2 separate regions of the Mus musculus genome follow, and region 2 is linked to region 1. Evidence: chromatin contacts called from public promoter capture Hi-C data. All regions are on one chromosome and are shown on one strand. Each heading gives the region's core, a stretch centred on a gene start, on an enhancer-like site or on the middle of the called end of the contact. The rest is flanking DNA. Distances are from core to core; before and after follow the strand shown.

Region 1 (6,929 bases), core at 2,669-5,168:
ATGTATATGAGTACACTATAGCTGTCTTCAGATATACCAGAAGAGGGCATTAGATCCCATTACAGATGGTTGTGAGCCACCATGTGGTTGCTGGGAATTGAACTCAGGACTTTGGAAGAGCAGTCAGTGCTCTTAACCACTGGGCCATCTCTCCAGCCCAACATTAAACTACTTTGAAAGGGAAAATTGGTAAACCTGTTACTAAGTATGTGGTATAGGGAAACACGAATTTGTGTTTTACCTTAACTGATACAACTCTGACTTGTTACATTTTAACTGGAATGGCCAGAAAAGTTGGCCTGTCAGCTCTCTGAAACATAACTTTCTTCTCACCTTTATCCAGCCCATGTTTCTCCTTGAACCAGACAGCAATAAAGAATCGATGTACATCAGACACTGTGCAGTGTCTTCCATTGAAAATGGCCATAGGAAAGTAATCACGGATATACACTGGCTGCCCGACTCATTCGAGGTAAGTTTTGATGATTGTGTGAGTGCTGGGCCTCAAACCTGTCTTCTCGTCTTCTCTAGAAGAGCAGACAGTGCTCTTAGCCACCAAGCCATCTCACCAGCCTGGATTCTGTTAGATTTGTTTTGTTTGTTTTGTGACAGTGTCTCGTGTATCACACACTGGCTTTGAACTTACTAAGTAGTCAACGATGACCTTGAATCTCCGATTCTCCTGTCTCCGTCTCCCAAGTGTTGGGCTTACAGACGTGGGTACCTTACCCAGTGTGTGTGTGGTGCTGCTGGAGATCACATCCAGGGCTGAGGGCACACTTGGCAAGCGCTGTACTAACTGAGCTACCCTCGGTCCCTGTTTAGTTTATAAGATGTGTTTTTTAAGCTTCTGAAATAGTATTGTGGCTTTAGGAGTTCGCTCTAGCTTCATTTCTATTGCTGTGATAAAATGCTTTGGCCAGAAGCATCTTAGAGCAAGGGTTTACTTGGGTTATATTTCCAAGTCCATCCCCGAGGGAAGTCAAGGCAGGAGCTTGAAGCAGAAACCATGGAGGAACACTACTTGCTGGCTCCATTATTAGACCCTTCTTAGGCTCCTGCTTAGCCTACTCTTCTCACACAGCTCAGAATCGCCTACCTAGGGTTGGTTTCTCCCACAATGGCTGGGCCCTCAGTCACCAAGTTATAATAAGGTAATTTCCCACAGATGTGTCCATGGGCCAGTTGGATGTAGGCAATTCCTCAACCAAGGCTTTCTTTGACAGAGATAATCAGGACAGAGTTCTAAATCTTTCACATGCAAAGCCCTGGAGTGCTGAATCTCTAAGATCCTAGGGGTGTCCTCCCGAGAGGGAGAGATTCTTAAACTGTCAGATCCAACGGAAGTCAGCATCTAGCACACAACCAACTGACCGTGAAAAACTGAAAGAGCCTGCATTTCCAAAACTAGTGAATAATGAGGTGATTATGTCACCTGCATTTTACAAAACAATTAAAAGTAATCTGTGAGTATGCAGATAAAATTCAGGTCGTGTAAACTGAAAAATCTGAGAATCAACATTTATATGCATCCTAATTAAAACTCTATAAAAATGTTTCTGTGAACAAAGAATGGATAAGAATTCCAAGTAGAGTTGTGTTAGATCTTAAAACCTGGATTCCAAACTTCTAGGATAGCGTTAAAGATAGTTTAACAAAACTTCTTAAAAGAAAAAAAATTAAAAGAAAATAGCCATAAGAAAAATTAGTTCTAGCTACTTAGAAGTTACCTTTCTCTGATAATAGTCTCTGTGCTTTGAGAGTTGTGTATATGTATTCCTGGTGAGATGTCCATGACTAGGGAGGTCAGAGAGAGCCTTGGAGGAGAACTACTGCTGTTAGCTGACAGAGTGTTCTTTTCTTAAACAGATTAACAGGATGGGATCCGTCTTTGAGAACCGAAGTGGAATAAATTGTCAGCTCGTCACATGCTCAGCAGACTGGTACGTCTCACTTCCAACACTGCCTAAGATCCATCCCAGGCTGTGTTCTTCTGGCTTCCATGTTCCTAAAACCAACATCTTCCTTCACTCTCCAATAATTATTGAGCAATTAAAGTAATGGGAGGAGAACTGCATAGATTATCATTGGCATTTACAACAAAGCCAGGGTTTGACCTGAGTCCGAGCACTCAGAAGGCTGTAGCAGGCCAAGTTCTATGAGGATGAGGCCGCACGATCTACATAGCAAGGTCCAGGCCAACCAGGGTTACATAGTGAGATCCGGTGTCAAAGGAAAACAAACGAACTTTTTAATGGAGAAAAATTTGGAAATGATAAGAAATTGGGAGCTAGAAGTCTCAGCTGATAAAAGCCCTTGGCCACAAAGCCTGACGACCCAAGTTTAACTCCCAGAACCCAGGGTGGAAGCTGTCCTCTGACTGCCGCACATGCACCACAGCATGCCAGCGACCGTGCTCAGACACATCGCACACACAGTGATGATGATGATGATAGTAAATAAAATACTTTTGGAAAACCAAGAGTTAACTAGGTGTGGCATCAGCGCACCGAATTAGCCAGAGTTCCTCTGCTTCTTCACGTGCCATACTCGGAACTCTATGGCTTATGCCGTTTCCATTCAGTTTATCTCACAGATCTGAGGTCGTCACACGTAGCAGGAAGGCCTCTGAGAAGCAGAAGCAGAGTGTCTACTTTTCTGATGCGCATCCATACAGAGCGTTGCTATAATACAGCAGCTATGGTGAAGGCTGCCCATTTAGATGCGATCATAGCTGCCTGATTATAGAGTTAACTCAGGACAATGTAGGACGTGCAATACTAACAAGTATGCTTATCTGGACTTCACAACTTGAAAACGTTGCCCCTAAAAACAGCTTTGTAGCTCATAGTCTAAGCACTCAAAAGACTGAAGCCTGAGAGTCATGGCTTAAGTTCAGCCTGAGCTGCATGGAAAGTTCTTATTCTTTTTTTAAAAAAAAAAATCTTTGAAGTTGGATGCAGTGGTGCACACCGTTAATACTTTAAACCCTTTGCACTTGGAAGCAAAGGCGGGATGATCTGTGTGAGTTTGAGGCTAGCCTGGTCTACATACTGAGTTCCAGGGCAGGTAGAGCTGTGTAATGAGACCCTGGCTCAAAAATAACCAAACGAAAAACAAACAAACAAAAAAACAAAAACAAAAATTCTTTGACCCATGTAGAAATAACACCTTGTGCTAGGGGAGTAGACAGGAGCAGGCGCTGTGAGGTCCAGGACTACTGACTACTTTAACAGCCACCACTAAAACTAGACATTTTAAATAGATGAACTTATTATATATATGAGTCACATCTTAATAAAACACTTACATTCCTTTTTAAAGTCATCAGTTACAAACTGAATCCCCGTGCATTACCATCAAGACAACGTAAGTCATGAAACATCCCTAGTGAGCCTGGTGTGATTCTGCACAATAGGAAGCACCATGCTGGGGCGGGGCGGGGCGGGGCGGGCCAGTGTTCTGGCTTCTCTTACAGAGGTCCCAGGTTCAGTTCCCAGCACCCACATGAGACAGCTCCCCCTCTGGGAATTCCGGCTCTCAGAAATCTGAGGCTTTCTTCGGGTCTCTCTGGATATTACACTCACATACACAAAGTCACACAGCCACACACAAATGCAGTTAGCTAAAAAATCAAACCTCTGAGAAAGCAGCGCGCAGAAAGGCCTTGCTTCCTAAAACACTCAGCTCTAGAAACATTAAGACGTCGCCATTGTCTCGCATGGTATCCGGACACTGCATCTCTTACTCGGTCTTAATTTTAAAAAATAATAACATGATTTTTCTTTTAGCACGATTTGTTTTTGGGATATCCGGCCCCAAAAACCTGCAGTCACAGCTGCAGCTGCAGCCTCAGCAGCAACCACAGCCACCAACAACGCAAACTCCCAGCAATCACCGGTAGAGAAGAAGAAAGAAGAAAACATTGACATTCCCTTTGATGTGCCCTCGACTTTCTTGCACCTAGATCTCTCCTGGAAACCCCTGTCTAGAGTAAGTAACATGGGCTCGGCTCCTCCCTATACCCCATACTCGTGACATAAATCACACCCAGGTACCCGCCCTCCAATTGAAGAATGGCTTGAGTTGACACGGGACCACAAGATCCATTCATTCATTCATTCATTCATTCATTCATTCATCATCCATCCATCAAACTCCTTGACTTCTGGTGACACCCAAACCACAGTGACCTTGGCTGGGATTGATACTTCTTGCGTAAGTGAGCCACAACTTACAAATGGCCGTGTGGTGATTTCCTCAGCTTCGTACTGACTCCTTGAAGATTGGCAGCTCCTCGGGTGGGCCCAGGAAGTCTAATTGAGTTGTGAATAGTTGAAGCAAAACAAATGAATACGTAAATGTACCAAAGAATAATTGCATGGCAAGTGGGTAAACAAATATCCAGAAGGAGAAGACTGAGGAGCGGGCATAGGGGAAGAAACCTAAGGGCCGTTTATCATTCTAACCAGGAATACATGACGCAGGCACAAGGCCACAATTGTCATTAAGGTAAAGTATGTCCCTGATGGGACCTGCAGCCATCCAGTTAAAAGCAAGGTCCCTTCCTGAGCCTTTATCTTTACCTTTAAGAAAAACTTAGGGAAGAAGGCTAGCAGCCCCCTTGTTCATTATCTTATGCTGCAACTCATGAAGATGAGTTTTGGAATACAATATAAAACACATAAAGAAAGAAAATAGCACTTTGGGGTTGGGAAACATGTCCCCAGGCAGGCTTCCCTTGGTAGCTTGGTTATAGAAATAAGAATTGGGTGTTTTTCATGGGGAAAAACAACTCGGTTAAAGGCAGGGGGGGGGGGTAGTGATACAAGGTGAGTTTCTAGTGAACTAGAAGCAGAGGGACAGGCCAAAAAAAAAAAAAAAATCCAAGGATTTTCTAAGAATATGTCTTTCTTTTATTTTCTTCCAAAAGTTAAAACTGTCTAAGGGTGATACAAGTTTAGACCACTGTCCAACCAAGCTGAGCCTGGGCGAAGACCCTTTTCTTTGCAAAATACAAGGTAACTAAAGCACCTTTGTCTATTACAAGGGTGTCTTGGAGCACTGCTATCCATTTATGTCTAAGGTGAGTTTCCTGCTAGAACTCCCTGATTCGTAAGAGCACGCAATGAAACCTCCATGAAAGTTTGTATCTCTTTACGAGAGAGGCAGCTTGTGCGGAAACCATCAGGACACAGATGGCAGGCACATCAGAATTCGTAAGAGCACGCAATGAAACCTCCATGAAAGTTTGTATCTCTTTACGAGAGAGACAGCTTGTGCGGAAACCATCCGGACACAGATGGCAGGCACATCAGATCCTGATGCAGTTCTGTAAGCGCTGAAAGGGTGTCTCTGTGTCTCTGCTCTGTTTCCTACTTTTATTGGTCTTGAACTCCTAGACTTGAGTAGAACTTCTCCCTCGGTCTCTGAATTAGGCAGTACCGTGGGTACATGCCTCCAAGGCAACTTCTGTATGTTTTGAAGCCTCATGTCATTGGCTGCTAAGGAAGAGATAGTTTTCTTCAGGTGTGTGTCCACTCTTATGTTGACCATGCCCTAGTGAATGGTCCTATAGTATCCTATACGTACATGTGGGTAGCGCTACCTGGAATCAGAGTGTAATAAAGAAAAGAAAAAAAAAAGGACATAGCATAAGGTTGAGAGGTGCTCGAAGTTGAGGGATGGGAAGCGTGCTGGCTAATTTTATGTCAGTGTGACACAGTTTAGAGTTATCAGAGAAGAGGGAACACCAATTGACACGATGCCTCCTAAGAGAAAGCTGTAGGCAAGCCTGGAGGACATTTTTTTTTTAAATCAGTGATTGGTTGAGGAGGGTCCAGTCCTTTATGGGTAGTGCCACTCCTGAACTGGCGGTCCTGGGTTCTATAAGAAAACAGGCTAAGTAAGCCAGTGAGCCGCATCCCTCCATGGCCTCTGTATCATCTCCTGCCTCTAGGATGCTACCCTGTTTCAGTTATTTCCCTAACTGCTTTAGGGGATGAACTATTATATCCAAGGGTGAATGGGGTAAATCCTTTCTTCCCAAGTTGCCTTTGGCTGTGGCGTTTTATCCCAGCAACAGGTAACCCTAAAAAAGACAGGTGGACAGGATCGAAATACATTCTATACATGTATGCATATAGGGTCAAACTACATTGTATACATGTAAGACATGTTCAAAGAACATAAATACAATAAAATTTTAAATTAGTGAAGCCCACCTAAGGAATGTGTACTGTTCAAAGAATAATTTTTCTGAATGAAGTTTATCTCAGGCATAACATAATGCAGTATGAAACACAAAGAAACAAATTTCCATAAGTTAAAACTTCTAATTGATAGTTTCACAATGCCATGATAAATCAAACTGAATGGAAAAAAGAAAAAGAAAATCCGTGTTCCTTTGGAATGTGATTGAAGGGTACACCCAAGCTCTCAAACCCCTCAAAGGAAAGGATTGCTGAGTGTTCAACTGGAGAGCAAAGCACACTCAAAAATTCATAAAACTAAGTAATAATTGAAGTATTGTCAGATTCTTGCCTTGCCTCCAAAGATTTCTGTTGTAAAATTTCCAAGGTTTGGTTAAACAAAAGGACATCTAAGAAAAAAAGTGGTTTTTTTAAATTAAATTTTAAAAACATTCTTTTTATTCATTCACTTTATATCCCACTCACTGCCCCACTCCCAGTCACTCCCTCCCACAATCCTTCCCCCATTCCTCCCTTGCCTTCTCCTCTGGGCCGGTTCTTACCCCCCACCACCACCAGGTATCCCCCCACTGTGGCACTTCAAATCTCTGCAAGGCTAGGCACATCCTCTTCCACTGAGGTGAGACAAGGCAGCACGCACACACACGCACACACACACACATGCACACACATTTTTTTTAAATGTAGGTAATGCCCAGCTGGAGAAGAAATATTTAG
Region 2 (6,832 bases), core at 604-3,103, 130 kb before region 1:
CTCCCAGAACACACGCAACGCCACATCTGACATTGACAGCTCTTATTTTTTTTATTTTATTATTCAGATAGTGATGTTAGGGACCAAACTGAGGGTCTTGCCCAGTCTAGGCAACTTTTCTACCTGGACTCCCCAAAATCTTTACAAAAAGACTAGAATACGCTCTAGACACATATAGCTTATGTGAGCCAAATGTGAAAGAGGAAGAAAATGGAGCACGGGAAATGTACATACTTTGAGGCTTGGATTGAGGCTCTGGAAACAACCGATTGAGCAACCATCATCTCTCAGGACCCTGCTCTATCAGAGCTGATCAATGGCTACAAGGGCCAGACACTTTCCTTCATAGAAGAGAACGTTTGACAACTCATATCTGCCCATCCAAGCCTTGTCCTCCAAAGAGCCAAATCCTGTCAGTCTGGGAAGAGAGACCTGAGGCCAGCAGGTTCACCCTGCAGGCATCAAGTGGTTCAGGAGAACCATAGACTATCTATGCCCGAGTACACAGCTTAGGGTATTTCTAGAGACATTTAACTGAGAAGGAGGAAGTCCGGAAGGTGGGCAGCCTTGGTTTGGAGTGAATGAATGCTAAGCAATCAGCCTTCATCTTCTGCTTCTTCCCTGTGCCCAGTGTGACCAGCTACCATGTGCCCAGTGTGACCAGCTACCATGTGCTTCGTGCCCAGTGTGACCAGCTACTGTGTGCTCCATGCCCAGTGTGACCAGCTACCGTGTGCTCCATGCCCAGTGTGACCAGCTACCGTGTGCTCCGTGCCCAGTGTGACCAGCTACCATGTGCTCCGTGCCCAGTGTGACCAGCTTTGCTTGCTCAGACCCTGAGCTGCCATAAGTCCTTCATCCCTTAAGCTGTTTATCATCAGGTATTTGTCACGACAGCCAGAAAAGCCATTAATATAATAACTACAGGATGCCATGGCGGCCCCGAGAGACCTGTGATAGCCTTCCCATGTCTTCGGAGGCAGTTGCAAATTAAGAAAATTAATCTTCTTTTACCCTGGCATCCGCGGCAATAGTTTAACGCTCTGAGAGGATGAAATGCAATTTTGAGAATGTCTCAGAAGACCTCGTCTCGTGTTTACCAGACATCCTCGGGATGTGCTCACTCGTCTCATGGAAAAATCTCAAGATGCGGTGTGAATCAACGGACAGAAAACTCCTCATGTGAGCCTAAGTAGCTGTGATCTCCCATCTCCCTTGAGGAACTGGATTGATGGAATGCTCAGAAAGCAAAGGCAAGGAATACTTGAAAAATGTCTACCTCTGACCCAAGTGAAAACAAATCTGGGTACGTTTGAGAAAACCATGACCTCCATGCTGGTCACCACCCAACTGTGTAGCACCCTCTGGTCACTGAGAACCAGGTCATTTCTCTCAGAGTCCAAACAGCCAGCAATGAAGAGCTACTGAGGCGTGCTTTTAACCAAGAACACTGTGGTGGTTTGCTTGAGAATGGTTTATATATTTGAATGCGTAGTCCCCAGTTGGTGGGACTATTTGGGAGGATTGGGGGTGTGGCTTGTTGGAGGAGTTTGCACTTGGAATGGGCTTAGAGGTTTCAAAAGCACTTATGTATTCCCAGTTAGCTGTCTCTCTTGCCCTATGCTTGTGGATCAGAACGTAGGCTCTCAGCTACTGCCCCAGCATCATGCCTGCCTGCTGCCACGTCCCCTTCCATGATGGTTCATGGGCTCACCCTCTGAAACTAAAACCTCAATAAACTCTTTTTTTTTTTTGGTTGCTTTTATCTTGGTGCTTTGTCACAGCTACAGGAAGGTAAGTAAGACAGACACCAAAGGCTTCCTCTCCATCATGTCCTATCTGTTCAAGGAACTGGTTTGCTCCACATCCTGTGAGGGGAGAAAATGCCTTTGCCATGTCTGGAGCTGCACCTTCAGAACATACACTCTGACCTCTTCCTTGGGCCTCTTAAGATTCATCCTCCTGCTTCTGGTCACAGTCCATCTCCTCCTAGGGTTCCCACAAGGTCTCTAAAAGTTTCAGTGATGTCATGGAGCTTTCTACACAAACCTTGTGGTATGGAACATTGTTTTACAAGAAACAATGTATTTCTCAAACAAACCTGTGTGGGAGGAGAGAAAAAAAAGAGCAACCATTTCCCACCACCGGCAGATTTCTGAGAGCAGAGTTCAGTTGAGATGACTGTCTTCCCTCCACAGACAACACTGACCTCCTCAGACAGCAGAGGCAGGACAGCAAGGCCGATGGCTGCTTCTGGTACCCATCTTTGCTTCCGCTCTCCTTCAGGAATTTCTGCAGATCTGTTTCAGGAAACCCATGCTGCTGGTACTTCTTTTGAAAAAGCAGACAGCGCTGTTGTTACCTCCTGTCCAGGGCATGAGCAATGGTTCTCTTTGTCAAGAAAGCAAACCCCGCCTCTGTGAAATGCAACTCCCGGGTGCTAGCTCAGATCCAAGGAGTGCTATGAACAATGCAGAGTCAGTCTGTCAGTCCCAGAACAATCTGTCCGTCCCAGAACAGCTAAGTGTGGCGGTGGAGGGGGGAACTGAGAACAATGGAAGGGAAAACTCCAGAAAACAAGCCAGGGGAGAGGGGGAGAAGTGAGTTGAAAAGAATTGAAAGAAATCATCCAAACCAGAAAGCCAGAGTGTTAATCATGAGGCCAGCAGTTGTCACTCGGCACAGTGTCCACCTAGAATCTCACAGGGACATAATTCACATACATGGAAGATGACCACAGAGTGGGACAGGGGTAGATTTTTCCTAACAGATAAAACACTCCTAGCACCCAGTCATGTTTAGTAAGTTCGTCCACACCAAAGTTCAGACTTGCCCCACACAAGGACACATATCAATTTTGACCATGTCAAAGACATGAATCTTCATGGCAAGAACCTGCAATACTGTCCCCGTACCTTGCTACGGGGCAGCTACCACGAACGCCCTGACTCTGATCCTCACACGCTGACCACTCATCAGCTTTTCTTGGACTTTGTATGAGAAGGACTGAGCAGAGGCAAGGACACCACCGTGGTACTTGTCCTGACGTCGTTTAGGTGCTGGCCCTGAAGTAGTTTTCCTAACACAACCATCTGTTGTGGGGGTACCAGCTCCTAAGACAGTGAGCATCTTTGGAGCTGCAATACAGCAACCACACAGGACCAGTGAGAAAGAGCACGGGATGTACCATGGTTTAGGAAAGCTGGAACTGTCCTTTCCTTCCCCTTAATGAAGTGTGCACTGTAAATATATATGCTATCTCATGGTCATTTCTCAGTTGCCAGGGTGGCAATCACCTCCCATCGCTAGAATTTACACTGTGTCCTAGCTAGCCATCCAGGCAGGAGCATCTGTCAGCTCTGAGAACAGCAGTCGGGTTGTTGAGTTCATTAGAATCAACCTCTCCCCTTTCTCTATTTCTCCCTACATACTTCCGACCCATACCACGGTAACAAGTGAAATGTTTCAAGTACTGTGCTGGGAAGTTTTATGTCAACTTGACATAAGGGGAGGTTATCTGAAAGGCGGGAACCTCAGCTGACAAAATGACTCCACAGGATCTGGCTGAAGGGCATTTTCTCAATTACGGATTGACGGGGGGGGGGGGGGGGGGGGGTTGGTGGGGGGGGTGTAGGGGGGTTGTTCCTAGCCCATCGTGGCTAGTGCCATCCCTGGGCTGGTGGTCCTCAGTTCTATAATAAAGCAGGCTGAGTAAGCCATGATGAGCGAGCCAATAAGCAGAACCCCTCCTTGGCCTCTGCATCAGCTCCTGCCTCCAGGTTCCTGCCCTGTTTGTGTTCCTGTCCTGCTTGCTCTGATGCCGAACTGTGATGTGGAAGTGTAAGCTGAATAAACCCTTCCCTCCCCCAAGTTGCTTTGGCCGTGGTGTTTCATCAGAGTGATAGAAACCTTAACTAAGACAAGCACATATTTAAAATTAGTCGTCAGACCAAAACAAACCAAGGTCTATTTTTCTAAAAAGATTAAAAGAAGAATAAAATTGTATTTCCGTAAGATTACAGCCTTTTCTCGTGCTCCAATCCATACAAAGTTTATGATGCTTTTGGGCAGCAAACACTGGTCGTGCCTTACCTTAATGGTGTGGTAAGAGTCGGTGATGAGCGCGATGAAGAGGCTGAGGACCATGTAAATGAATAGGCTGATAAAGGAATACAGGTAGAGGCGGCTGAACAGCCACACCAGAATGCTCTTCTGCTGGATCTGAGCGAACGTGGCAAACATGTCATCGCCGTTGACCAGAGAAAACAGGCATTCAGCGACTATGTTCAGGTTTTCAAACTGCAAGGGAGAAATGCAACGGAACCCCTGAGGCTGAGCACCATAGGAAGCTGAGAGCTGCAAGTGGCTGCGGGAAGCTGCAGGGGGGCAGCAGGGAGCTGTGAGGAGCTGCAGGGAAGGGGCAGCAGGGAGCAGCAGGAAACAGCAGGGGGCAGCAGGGGGCAGTAGGTGTCTGTGAGAAGCTGTGGGGAGCTACAGGGATGTGATGTCTCTATCCTACAGCCAGCAACATTTGGAAAAGGTTGAGACTCGACACAATATAAAAGGGTTTTTCTAAAGGCCTATGCCATAGACTTCCCAACCGTACGATGAACATTTTTCCAGGAGCTTCCCATCCCCCACCCCCAAAGACAGACCACAGCTAAGACAGACAGCAAGGCCTGTGGCAGAGCTGGGGTAAGACATATGAGCTCAATGACACTCCAGACTGGTTCTCAACAAAGGGAGGAAGGGGTTGTAGTCACTGACTGTGGAAAAGTGTGGTTCGGCGGAGACATAGCAATGGCTGATGAGAGGCATTTGTGCTGAATTGCCCAGAGCCTCTTTGAGACTTGGGCATACATCAGGCTCAATCCAGCTCACGAGCAGACTTGAGTGACATCTCAGCCACGGGAGCAATGTGATTCGACACATACTTCTTTAAGAACTAAAAGCATGTCGGAGATCTCCTAGAGCAGGGTAGCCCAAGGGCAGATGCCAGTCAGAGGTGACATCAGGAGTCCAAGTGAGGCAGAGTCCTTGCCAGAATAAAAGAGACTCTGGAGAAAGTGTATCCGCATGAAGGCTAGGAAGGGTGTGTGATGGTTAATCTTGATTGTTGACTTAAGCTGACCCAGAACTCCCTAGGATCCTGCTGTGCCCCTGGCAAGTGCCTGAGCCTAAGAGCCTCCCATGCCCCTGCAGGTATCAGAGGAATTTCTAGTTAAACTTAGGTGGAAAGATCCACTCTATATGTAGGTGGCAACACTTCCTGGGCTTACTAAAGTCCCAGGCCTTTTAAAAAAATAAATAAATAAAAAGGAGACAGTGAGCTGAGCACCAGCATCTCTCTCTGTCTGCTTCCTGACTGGGGATGCCATGTGACCAACTACCTCATGGTCTCACCACTGTGACTTGCCCAGCATGGTGGAACGTACCCTCAAACTGCAAGCCAAAGCGAACCCTTCCTTTAGTTTCTTTTGTTAGCTATTTTGTCACAACCACAAGAAAAGTCACTATTGGTGACATTTTAGACACAGTGTATCTGAGGTACAAGGCGGGAACTGGGACACTGGGTTGTTCAGCTGAAGGTAAGCACTCTGAGCTTAAGTGCTGATCCAAGGTGAACACAGTGTATCACTACACTCCACAGCCAGTCATCCTGGCTCTGAGAACTTGTCAATCTGCGTCCAACTCCACTAAAACAAACCGTATGCCCTTAATAAACATGTCCCTGGAGCCAGGGGTGTAAGCAGAGGATGTATATGAAAAACTGCTGGGGTAATAGTGACTTAATAAACCAAAGACAGCATGGTTTTCAGAAATACATGAAAGGGGTTACTGTAGAGTTTTCTATCTGTTCTGACATTAGGGGTTGGGGTCTCTATGTCCATTAATTGAGCATGGCCTTGTGTACATCCAAGGCCTTGATAAGTGTCTAGGACATCGTCCTGGGGGAAGAGGGACGTGCTGTCATGTAACAGATAGAAAGTGAACCTCCCATCGCCCTATCCAAGAAAAGGGCTCTCCTTCCAAATTCCTCTGTTCCTGTAACTGATGCCAACCTCCACCCAAAAGAAACATCTGTACCAAAATAATTGAGAACATTCAAATCTATGCTGGTGTGGCCAGTCCATCTCCCTACTCTGTGGTCCTCCAAAGCCCGTGTGCTTCATGATACGAGCCTCCCTCCCTCTTCCTTTCTGATGTCATTCCTTTCTAGGGAAGTCTTTGACATGATCGTCTCTTTATCCAATCCTCACTAAATCTCATAAAGATAGGTTTAAAGACATTTCTCTTGCGTATGGCCATAAAACTGAAAACAGAAGCACAGAAAGTTCCAGTAAGTCCTTCCATGTTGCCTCACAGTTGCCTCTTGTCAATATTAATATCCATGCTTAGCTCTTCCCACCGCAAATTTCCCTGTAGAATCTGGTCTCTTCCTCTCATGTATTCTTCCTTTCCCTCTGCATCAAAGTCAACATTCAAGAGCTAAATCAAAGTCTTCTTGGGGATAGGATGCTCTGTCAGCTGCAGCCCCTGCTCTTTATCAGCAAGAACTCTGAGAATGTGGTAGGGCTGTCCTTTAAATGCCCTGGAATGCATTTCTATACCTCAGTTGCAGAGCAAAGCTTACATCTTACACTTGTCTTAACACTAGAAAGAGACGGGCAGGATGCGGGTAGGAGAACATGTCCCAACAGTGATCACTCTCTAGCCCTCACAAAGTCACTCTGCAGAGCGAGGCTAATGTTGCTCTCTTTGGAGTCTTGCAGGAAGCATCCAGTTGAGCAGATCTCTTAAGCAGTAAGTATGCGGACTGCTTAACAGTTAG

The links. Capture Hi-C pulls out chosen DNA fragments and counts their contacts.
Region 2: a contact with region 1 is called in a promoter capture Hi-C map of adipose tissue. The contact joins two enhancer-like sites. A contact is called at or near these places in 1 of 39 promoter capture datasets (liver), 3 of 15 datasets of contacts at CTCF or cohesin (CD8 T cells, the NIH/3T3 cell line and embryonic stem cells), 53 of 484 Hi-C or Micro-C datasets (the AML12 cell line, B cells, CD4 T cells and 39 more), 10 of 115 datasets of contacts at active chromatin or transcription factors (CD4 T cells, T-cell acute lymphoblastic leukemia, bone marrow-derived dendritic cells and 7 more) and 3 of 9 other capture datasets (adipose tissue, embryonic tail and liver).

The regions. Positions count from the first base shown.
Region 1 is chr3:146,060,345-146,067,273 of GRCm38.p6, reverse strand. Wdr63 (WD repeat domain 63) reads left to right here. Exons shown (of 23, transcript NM_172864.3): 13 at 344-472; 14 at 1,870-1,943; 15 at 3,792-3,993; 16 at 4,934-5,021. Among named protein-coding and RNA genes, the nearest start is that of Gm35409, 27 kb to the right of the region's middle. Within about 2 kb of position 3,918, at least 13 of the 459 cell types and tissues checked have an H3K27ac peak or open chromatin away from gene starts, as enhancers often do. A contact at or near this core is called in CD8 T cells, DN3 thymocytes and thymic regulatory T cells, where this site is marked.
Region 2 is chr3:146,187,727-146,194,558 of GRCm38.p6, reverse strand. Mcoln2 (mucolipin 2) reads right to left here. Exons shown (of 14, transcript NM_026656.5): 12 at 4,093-4,299; 13 at 2,210-2,331. Among named protein-coding and RNA genes, the nearest start is that of Lpar3, 30 kb to the left of the region's middle. Within about 2 kb of position 1,853, at least 29 of the 459 cell types and tissues checked have an H3K27ac peak or open chromatin away from gene starts, as enhancers often do. A contact at or near this core is called in CD8 T cells, DN3 thymocytes and thymic regulatory T cells, where this site is marked.